Regions from separate parts of the Danio rerio genome. Here region 2 is linked to region 1. A link is a contact called in public Micro-C data. All regions are on one chromosome and are shown on one strand. The core of a region is the stretch at or near the end of the contact, and the rest is flanking DNA. Distances in the headings are between cores, read along the strand shown. Region 1 holds the start of tmem232 (transmembrane protein 232). Region 2 holds the start of fer (fer (fps/fes related) tyrosine kinase).

What was found. Hi-C and Micro-C count contacts between places; a contact is called where the count stands out from the background.
Region 2: a contact with region 1 is called in a Micro-C map of caudal fin, with 6 times the contacts expected there. The contact joins the promoter of fer here to the promoter of tmem232 in region 1. A contact is called at or near these places in 2 of 18 Hi-C or Micro-C datasets (caudal fin and embryo) and 3 of 4 datasets of contacts at active chromatin or transcription factors (caudal fin, embryo and gastrula embryo).

The regions. Positions count from the first base shown.
Region 1 is chr5:62,295,099-62,299,773 of GRCz12tu, forward strand. tmem232 (transmembrane protein 232) reads left to right here and starts at 1,813. Exons shown (of 13, transcript NM_001100053.1): 1 at 1,813-1,994; 2 at 2,148-2,259. The coding sequence starts at 1,861. tia1 (TIA1 cytotoxic granule-associated RNA binding protein) reads right to left here and starts at 1,132. Exons shown (of 12, transcript NM_212628.1): 1 at 925-1,132. The coding sequence starts at 953. It overlaps trnag-ccc (transfer RNA glycine (anticodon CCC)), which reads right to left and starts at 1,445; the gene lies at 1,375-1,445.
Region 2 is chr5:62,565,736-62,570,410 of GRCz12tu, forward strand. It overlaps fer (fer (fps/fes related) tyrosine kinase), which reads right to left and starts at 2,489. Exons shown (of 19, transcript XM_073951505.1): 1 at 1,917-2,489.

The sequences.
Region 1 (4,675 bases), core at 563-3,062:
AAAAAGGAGGATAAGCAAATAAGAGTGAGTGGCCTGTTGAATTCAAGAAACCTTTATTTAAATCTATAATCTGATACACTAATTATAGGGGTCCAGGCACGCACTATGTGGCATCTTCAAGTACCTGAATCAAAATGATCCGCCTAATCTACATTACAAAAGAACTCGGTAGGCATGAGGACCCACGGGCCGCTACTTAACCTTAAAAACCTCATTAGCCATCCGGCAACGAGCTGCTTATTATTATCGTATGTACAGGTTTCAAACAAAGACATGACAAAACAGAGCAGAGGAGCACGCACGAGCGCGCAGCCAGCAACAAAAGCCCTCACTGTCGGATACGAGCAGTCTGATAAGACCAAAATAAGAACCATTTTAACATATATTAATCTATATTTACATTCGGGCTGAGTGTCAACAGTTTAAACATTGTGCGTTATAAATACATATCTGAACGCATGAGACGGATTCTTTGTCTACCAAAGCTGTAAAGACAATGAGCTTTCAGTAAGTACAAGGCAACTTCACGCACTCAAACACAGACAGCAGTGTGCGAGTGTGTGTGCTCGCGCCGTGCTCTGGCCTCTAAAGGCCTGCTGCAATTATCCAAATTAACTCACTAACTAGCACATGGTGTGCGAGATGCTTTAAATCACACGACTGGCCTTTGTCTCCCGATATTGAGCCCTAAATCTAGTGTGAATTTTTCATTCCAGCATTCAGGGCTTTTGTTTGGGGCTCAGATTTTACACGTCTGCTTTGTGGTTGTAGTTCCTTTAGCATCACAGTCAGGACTGCTTAGAGCTGCCGTTACGCGTCAGTTAAGAGAAATGACAAAGCAGAGAGTGTTTTTTTTAAACTATGGCTTGGCATGATGTGAAGTTGGCTGTCTAAAGTACTAGAGTATAATGCCGATATACGTACAGGGTCTTGGGCTGCTCGTCGTCCATCATATTTTCCTGATAGAATTAAGACACCGAACCCTGAGAGAAACTCCTCTTGTGTCGATTGTGAGATGATCTCGCGTTCCACCCGTGTCTCGCTTTTTCCAGTGTTGTTACCCTCTCTGATCTCCGTCAAACCTGTTATAATGAGAGTAAATGTGAAATGCCGCCTCGGCTGACTCCAGTTATGAACAATGGAAAGGCGACATAAGATGGCGGAGGAGCCGGACCGGAAATGCAAGCGCGCATGCGCGTACCAAGTACAAAGCGCACAAAAAAGCAAGCTTTGAAAATGTGCTCAAATGCTAACGCACTGTTTATTAAACCGTAACTTTTGTGCATTACATTGCTAGTTTAGACGTGTAACGTTACCAATTGTAATATGATTTAAAAAGGTAGGAGACTACGTAGATTCGTGACAAAAAGTAAGTGCGCCGCCCGGGAATCGAACCCGGGTCGCAAGAATGGGAATCTTGCATGATACCACTACACCAGCGGCGCTCTATGGGAAGGGGAGTAAATGTCCCTAATAATTGATGATCAAACCATGAAGGGAATATTTCAGGAAGGGAATTTTTTTAAGTAAAATTGTCAAAATTACGCTTTCCTCGTGGAGAATGCTTTTTGTCTAATTATGAATTGTGAATTATTAGATCAGAAACATATTAACCATTGGATTTTAAGGTGGCAGAAAATGTATAATACAAAATTAACGTTTCGAGCACAGTCTACGTTTAGGACATTTGCATCGCAATCAATTTGAAAGGTTGTGTATATTCTAATTTCATAAAATAAAATGTATTTTAATTATATGGTGTTGTTGACAAAGTAACCATGGCAACCTTTCAACTAGGTTTTTGCGTTGTGTGCTTTTTTATCAACGTACAGTGTCTGGTTGACTGCTGAATGTATCAGTATGCCTATACTCAAAATTCCTATTAAACATCATTTAGGAATAGTTTCTCAATCTCAACTCGAACAATTAATAAAACGCCACAGAAAAAAGAGAGAAGAAACTGGAAATGTTAGTGCAAGAAAAAAAATCAAACGGTAGGTATAAAATTCAAAAGGTAAGTAAATGATTTGCTATCCAAAAATAAACCATTTATCCATTCAACTATATTATTATTATTATTTTTAGTAGTAGTAGTAGTATTGACACAAAACTGACAGTAAATAGGACTTTTCTTTCTTATTTTACAGAAATCCCCTTGAAACAACAGAAGACTTTATTGAAAAATACAATCAAGTACAAGGTAGCAAGGAGCAGGAAAAGTATGAAAACCTTGCAAAAGAATTCCTTTGTCGATGGAAGGTATTAAAATGTTTCACACACATTTATATAGAAGAAACATAATGACAAAGTAGGCTAATTCAAATCTACAATGCATTATATCAATACAGTATTACAATAAAAAATGATACACATATTATCCCTGTACATAAAACCCTCAATCGGTTTTAGAGCTTTATGAGCTTTTATGTTTAGTACTAAAGAAGGTAATTTTAAGAAAGATGAAAACCTGCAACCATTGACTTCCATTTCCAAATTAATACTATAGAAGTCAATAGACCCTTTCACACAAACAGACTTTTGGAAACGGACCATGTGTGAACAGGCCCTTTAAAAAAATAATGGTAAATATGTTCTGCCGGAAAGAGAAGTTGTAACATTACAATTTCCCGAATGCTGCTCTGTGTGAACCAAGCGGCAACCTCCCACACTCCCTCGGGAAACCAGTATGGAAGTAACTAAAACTGCTATTCATTAATTCGCCTTTGGGGGTTGGGTCCATGAAATCCAGATGATTTCTGACTGCAATGGTATATTTGCCAGTTTTACAGCTGATAAAAACATGTTTACAGCCTGGTATAAAGATGGTTTTAGTCCATATAGCTAATACCCTTCATGACAACTGTAAGGAGGGTGATTTTTTTTTTTATAACTCAACCGTTTAATTTTATTAAGTCTGCATAATTAAGGGCCCCACTTAAGCGACAGCTAGGTCTCACTGCTCGCCATCTCGTCACCTCAGCTGATTCCGGCTGATTAGCAACTGAACTCGGCATATATATATCTAATTTTTTTGTTGTTTTATGTGGCTTCACACAGTCAGTTGCTTTTTTAAATTATTTCCTACAATTATCAGATACTTTAGCATGCAGTGTGCACTTAATTGTTCTCACAAACCATTTAAGTTGCCTCCATTTCCCAGGTGAGTGAAATTTTTATACATATCTATAAATGTATTTGTTTTACTTAAGATCATTTATCATATATAATTTTTTTTAGACCTGTAATGCACTTCAGAATCTGAATACTTCTGGATACTATGCCCATAACTTACAGTCTATGGTGTGAACAGAAGGAAATTTGTCAGAAACAATGCTCTGACATGAGACGTCTACTCTACAGTTTATGAAAATAAAAGCCTTTGAATCCTTATCCAGACACTTTAAGCTGCTGCATTTTAATCAAATAACGTTTCTGGTGTCAACTGTGGGGAAAAACTAATCGATAAATTGCATATGATAAACCGTCATGAAAGGCGAGGCAGTGGCACAGTGGGTAGGGGTGTCGCCTCACAGTAAGAAGGTCGCTGGGTTGCTGGTTCGAACCTTGACTCAGTTGTTGTTTCTATGTGGAGTTTGCATGTTCTCCCTGCCTTCGTGTGGGTTTCCTCCGGGTGTTCTGGTTTCCCCCAAAGACATGTGGTATAGGTGAATTGGGTAGGCTAAATTGTCCGTTGTGTGAAGAAGCACTCTGGTCAGTTAGATTTAGGTTGTTTACAACACTGGTAGTCTTTTATTTTTAAAAGTATCTCACAGGCCGCAGCACACTCAGATATATCGGTAACACTTTGCAATAACAGTACATGAATAATGATGTATGAATATGTAAACTAAACATTAGTTTATTATGAATTAATGATGAGTTAAGGTACGCACTAATCATGAATTAGCTTTAACTACAACATGAGTCACATGTGTTCATATGTAAGTAACGACTACCTTAATTACTTGTTAGTACATGTTGTTAAATAATGTATTAATTTACATTTAAGTTCAAGCTAAATGTAACCAACATTAACTCATGAGCTGTTAATGTATAGTTATGTCATGACTTTACTTGGAGGGGGACATCACTATTAACTCATCCCTAACTACTCATGAACTCCTGTCCCATTATACTCTAGAACAATTTTCTAGTGTTATTCAGAGTAAACTCACTTGTTGGGCGCGCATAAGGAGTTCATGAGTAGTTAAGAATGGGTTAATGATGATGTGCCCCTCCAAGTAAAGTCACAACATAATTATACATTAACATATCATGAGTTCATCATGGTTAAATTAAGCATAAACTAATGTAGTAATTAATACATTAACTAACAAACAATCATGTACTAACAAGTAATTAAGGTAGCCGTCATTCACACAAGAACTCATGTGAATCATGTTGTAGTTAAATTTAATTCATGATCAGTGCTTACCTTAACTCATCATTAATTCATAATAAACTAATGTTTAGTTTACATGTTAATACATCATTATTGATGTACTGGTATTGTAAAGTCTTACCGATATATCTCCACATGCGTGTTTGAGATGCCTCAACCACGCAGCCTTCGGTAAGTAGATTTTTATTCTATCGTTATTTGGTCTGTCTCTGGGACAAAAGCAGCTACATGAATGCTAAAGTTTTAAATAAAAGAAATCAGCAACCACTTGAC
Region 2 (4,675 bases), core at 1,239-3,738, 270 kb after region 1:
ACAGACAGTGTGTGCTCTTCCACTGTAATCCAGGTAAACTGCAATCAGGACGTTTCTCATCACCTGTTTCTAGACACAAAACGTTTGCTTCCTTCACAGGCCATTGGTTGTGATAGCTTTCCCACAGGAAATGAATAGCATTTTACTCATAATCCAAAAAATGTTCAAATATAAACAATAGACTAACAGGTGTCAGTGGTACAAATGAGGCAAAAGTACATGACAATTGTGATTTAATCCATGTTCATATTTATCCTAGACACAAATACGCTTACCAGCCACTTTACTAGGTACACACTACTAGTACAGAGTTGGAACCCCGTTTGCCTTCAGAACTGCCTTAATCCTTCATGGCATAGATTCAATAAGGTACAGGAAATATTCCTCAGAGATTTTGGTCCATACTGACATGATAACGTCACGCAGTTGTTGCAGATTTATCGGCTGCACATGCATGATGTGAATCTCTTGTTCCACTACATTCTAAAGGTGCTCAATTGGATTGAGATCTGGTAGCTGTTGGGGCCATTTGAGTACAGTGAACTCATTGTCATGTTCAAGACACCAGTCTGAGATGATTCGCACTTTATGATATGGTGCGCTATCTTACTGAAAGCAGCCATCAGAAGGTGGGCACACTCTGGTCATATAGGAATGAACATGGTAAGCAACAATACTATGAAGGCTGTGGCGATGACACGATGCTCAATTGGTACCAATGGGCCTAAAGTATGCCCCACACCATTACACTACCAACCTGAACCGTTGATACAAGGCAAGATGGAGCCATGTTTTCATGTTGTTGATGTCAAATTCTGACCCTACCATCCAAATGTCGCACCAGAAATCAAGACTCATCAGACCAGGCAACATTTTTCCAATCTTCTATTGTCCAATTTTGGTGAGCCTGTGCAGATTGTAGCCTTAGTTTACTGTTCTTAGCTGACAGGTGTGGCACCTGGTGTAGTCTTCTCCTCCTGTAGTCCATCTGCCTCAAGGTTAGACATGTTGTGCATTCAGAGATGCTCTTCTGCATACCTTAGTTGTAACGAGTGGTTATTCGAGTTACTGTTGCCTTTCTATCAGCTTAAACCAGTCTGGCCATTCTCCTTTGACCTCTGGCATCAAAAAGGCATTTGCGCCCACAGAACTGCCGCTCACTGGATATTTTCTTTTTTGTGATCATTCTCTGTAAACCTTAGAGATGGTTGATGGTTTTGTAAAAATCCCAGTAGATCAGCAGTTTCTGAAATACTCAGACCAGCCGGCCTGGCACCAACCACCATGCCACTTTCAAAGTCCTAAATCACCTTTCTTCCCCATTCTGATGCTCAATTTGAACTGCAGCAGATCGTCTTGACCACGTCCACATGCCTAAATGCATTGAGTTGCTGCCAAATTTACATTAAAGATCAGTTGGACAGGTGTACCTATTAAAGTGGCCGGTGAGTGTATATAGAGAAAATTAAGAAATTAGTATTTTTTTGGAATATTGTATTTAATCACAAACAATTTGGATATTTTGACCGCTTGACATTTTCTTTCTTTACTTTCTTTTTTAAAACTCTGAATATCAATGTTGATGTAATTTAAAAGTTGTATTAGACTTTTTAAAAGGAAAACAACTATTAAAATTGTAGTCAAACAGGCTAGTAAACCCATAAATTGGTATTTCCAAATCGTCTCTCAAGTTCTTCCATATATGTACGTGTATAAAATCCCCAACTTTATCTGCCTGTCAAACGTTCATGTCCCCTTCATTCTGCAATAAAACACATTAGTATCATCTGATGCCACAACCGTAAAGTAATGATGTGCAAAGTATGTTAGACCTAAAATAAGTTATGAGCATCACATGAAGGAAGTAGGGAGGAAACTGATTAACGTTAGTTAATATTTTACTCTTTCAAAGTTACCTTATCAATATAAAAGCCCTTCTCAATCGTCCTCAACGTCACAGTGACAGAATGATCTTACAGACTTCATTTGCAATGGGTTATGTCGGTCAAGGTAATTAAACCGCAGTTTAGCTGTGTTGTTCATACCGCTGTTGTCAAAAGTTTAATAAGAGTGACGGCCGACTCTGCGTTTAGATTCAGCACACACTCACACGTCCATAACAACCGCAAATAACAACGACGGACAGTTGACAAACTGCAGAACATATTTTATACGCTTACTGAACATGTTCATTGGCTTTCCTGTGCTGGTGGGACGTTAGCCGCTGCTAGCGCTGCCCTGCTAATGCTGCCTGGCCTTTTCCTTTGGAAAAACAGCAAAACAATTGAACACAAGCGCGCATTCCCGAGACCTGCAGCGCACTAAACACAATTTGCGTGCGAACAAAATAGCGTATGTAATAAAATAGCTCGTCGGCTTACTGTAATGGTGTACTGTGGTATTTGTCCGTGTTTCCTGATTCCTCGGTATTCCTCTTTTCTTTGACTGGGGTTGGAGGAGTTGAGTTGGGATTCGGGAGGGGTTTCCGCTCAGCTCCAGCGCTGCCACAGGCTTATGACGTTTACCACACGACCCTCCGAGCCCTGCAACTGTTCCTGTGTGTGTGTGGTCAAGTATGATCACTGCTGTGTGTACCTGCCTTAAAGGTCTTTCCTTGAAAGAAGAAGGCGGACAGGTGTTCATTTAATGGTCACTCACTGACCTGACACGAGGGGTGTGGAGTAGGAGACTGCAGGATTTCTCGATTATATACACTCCTAAAATGATTGAAAATCTCAATTTAATATACTTTAGAAACACTTCACTTAAAGAGAAAGATAGTCACAGCTTATAGTCAGTGAGTGTTGATTTTAAATGGATGGTCAGCAGATGCCTGCCTGTCTGACGAATACCAAATATCCATCGCATGTAATTAATTATAGAAACGACCATAAGATGGCGACATTTCCTCTAGTCTACACGCACCAGTACGTACTCATTACTCTGGGCTTAAAGGGACAGTTCACCCAAAAATAAAAATGTACTCAACATTTTTTACTCACCCACCCTCAAGTGGTTCCAGACTTTTATGAGTATCTTTCTTCTGTTGAACACACAAAAAGCGATTCTAAAGAATGTTGGAAACCGTTTACACCCATATTAGTAAAAACAAATAGCCTATGGGCAACCAGTTTGCAACATTTTATAAAATACATTTTTCTAAATAAACACAGAAGACACTCAAACAGGTTTGGAACAAGTCAAGGAAGAGTAAATGATGACAGAATTTTTTAACTACTACTAATTACTGTGTTTATTATACATGTTACACATTATTTTGTTCTTTTTAATGTAAACTTTATAAATGCTTTGACACTACATTTGTTACATTTGTCATGCCAATAAAGCGATTATTGAATTGAACTGAACTGAATTAAATCGAATTGAATTGAATTAAATTGAGAGAGAGAGAGAGAGAGAGAGAGAGAGATACTTAAAAGGGTGGTCCAGAGTGTATTTTTAAGGCTTGGTTTGGTTGTGTTTATAAAGTGCAAAACAATGTGTGCGTATGCTTCATTTGTTATAAAAAATAACATGATATTTTTTTGTATGTCTTTAACTATATACTGCTACTCAGCTAACATGAAAATGGCGTCATATTTCCTAGTTCCTCCGAAAGCCCGCCTTCAAGAGGCTCTGATTGGTCAGCTAAAATAATGTGCTGTGATTCTCAGATCAGTTCCATGTCACCAGGAAGTGTCGATCCTCTACTAGCAAAGTGTAAATAAGTTAGAGTAAATACTGTTTGATAAATACTGGTAAATATGAACTTGTAGCTAAATTGTTAATGGTGTCAAATAGCATTTCCTGTTGTTTACATCCTTGTTTACATCCTTGCTACAACATACCATCAATGCTAGACACTATGCATGTAATAGATAAATTTTAAATAAAAATACTTACAGGTTGAGGCTTACAATCCACACTTTCTGCTATTATGTTTAGAGCTGCTCCTTCTTTAAGTAGTTTTAGCTGAATCCAGTACTGAACAGGGAAAGTTTCTGGAAGCTGTCCTTTGTCAAATGCTACCTATATATTTTTTTATAACTCTCTGGAGCATTCATTCATTAATTTTCGGCATTTTGTTGGCTTAGTCCCTTTATTAATCCGGGGTCGCCACAGCAGAATGAACCGCCAACTTATCCAGCAAGTTTTTATGCAGCAGTTGCCCTTTCAGCCGCAACTTATCTCTGGGAAACATCCACACACATACATTCAAACACACACTCATACAGTACGGACAATTTAGCCTACCCAATTCACCTGTACCGCATGTCTTTGGACTGTAGGAAACCGGATCACCCGGAGGAAACCCACGCGAAGGCAGAGAGAACATGCAACTCCACACAGAAACGCCAACTGAGCCGAGGTTCGAACCAGCAATCCAGCTGTGAGGCGAAAGCACTACCTACTGCGCCACTGCCTCGCCCTTTCTCTCTGGAACATAATTAAAATTAAATTGAAAGCACTTCTCTCTTTGTGTCGTGTCCTTTGGAAGCCCAAATAAAGAAACATAGAAGCTCTGTGGAAATATGTCAAATGAATGCTCCTAACCTGAAGAATTTTGGATCTTATTAGCCCACACTGTAAACGATTTCTGTTGTTTTCACGGTATTATACTGCATTTCTCAACAGTTGTTTACTGTATAAGCTGTGCACAGTGTGTTACTGTATA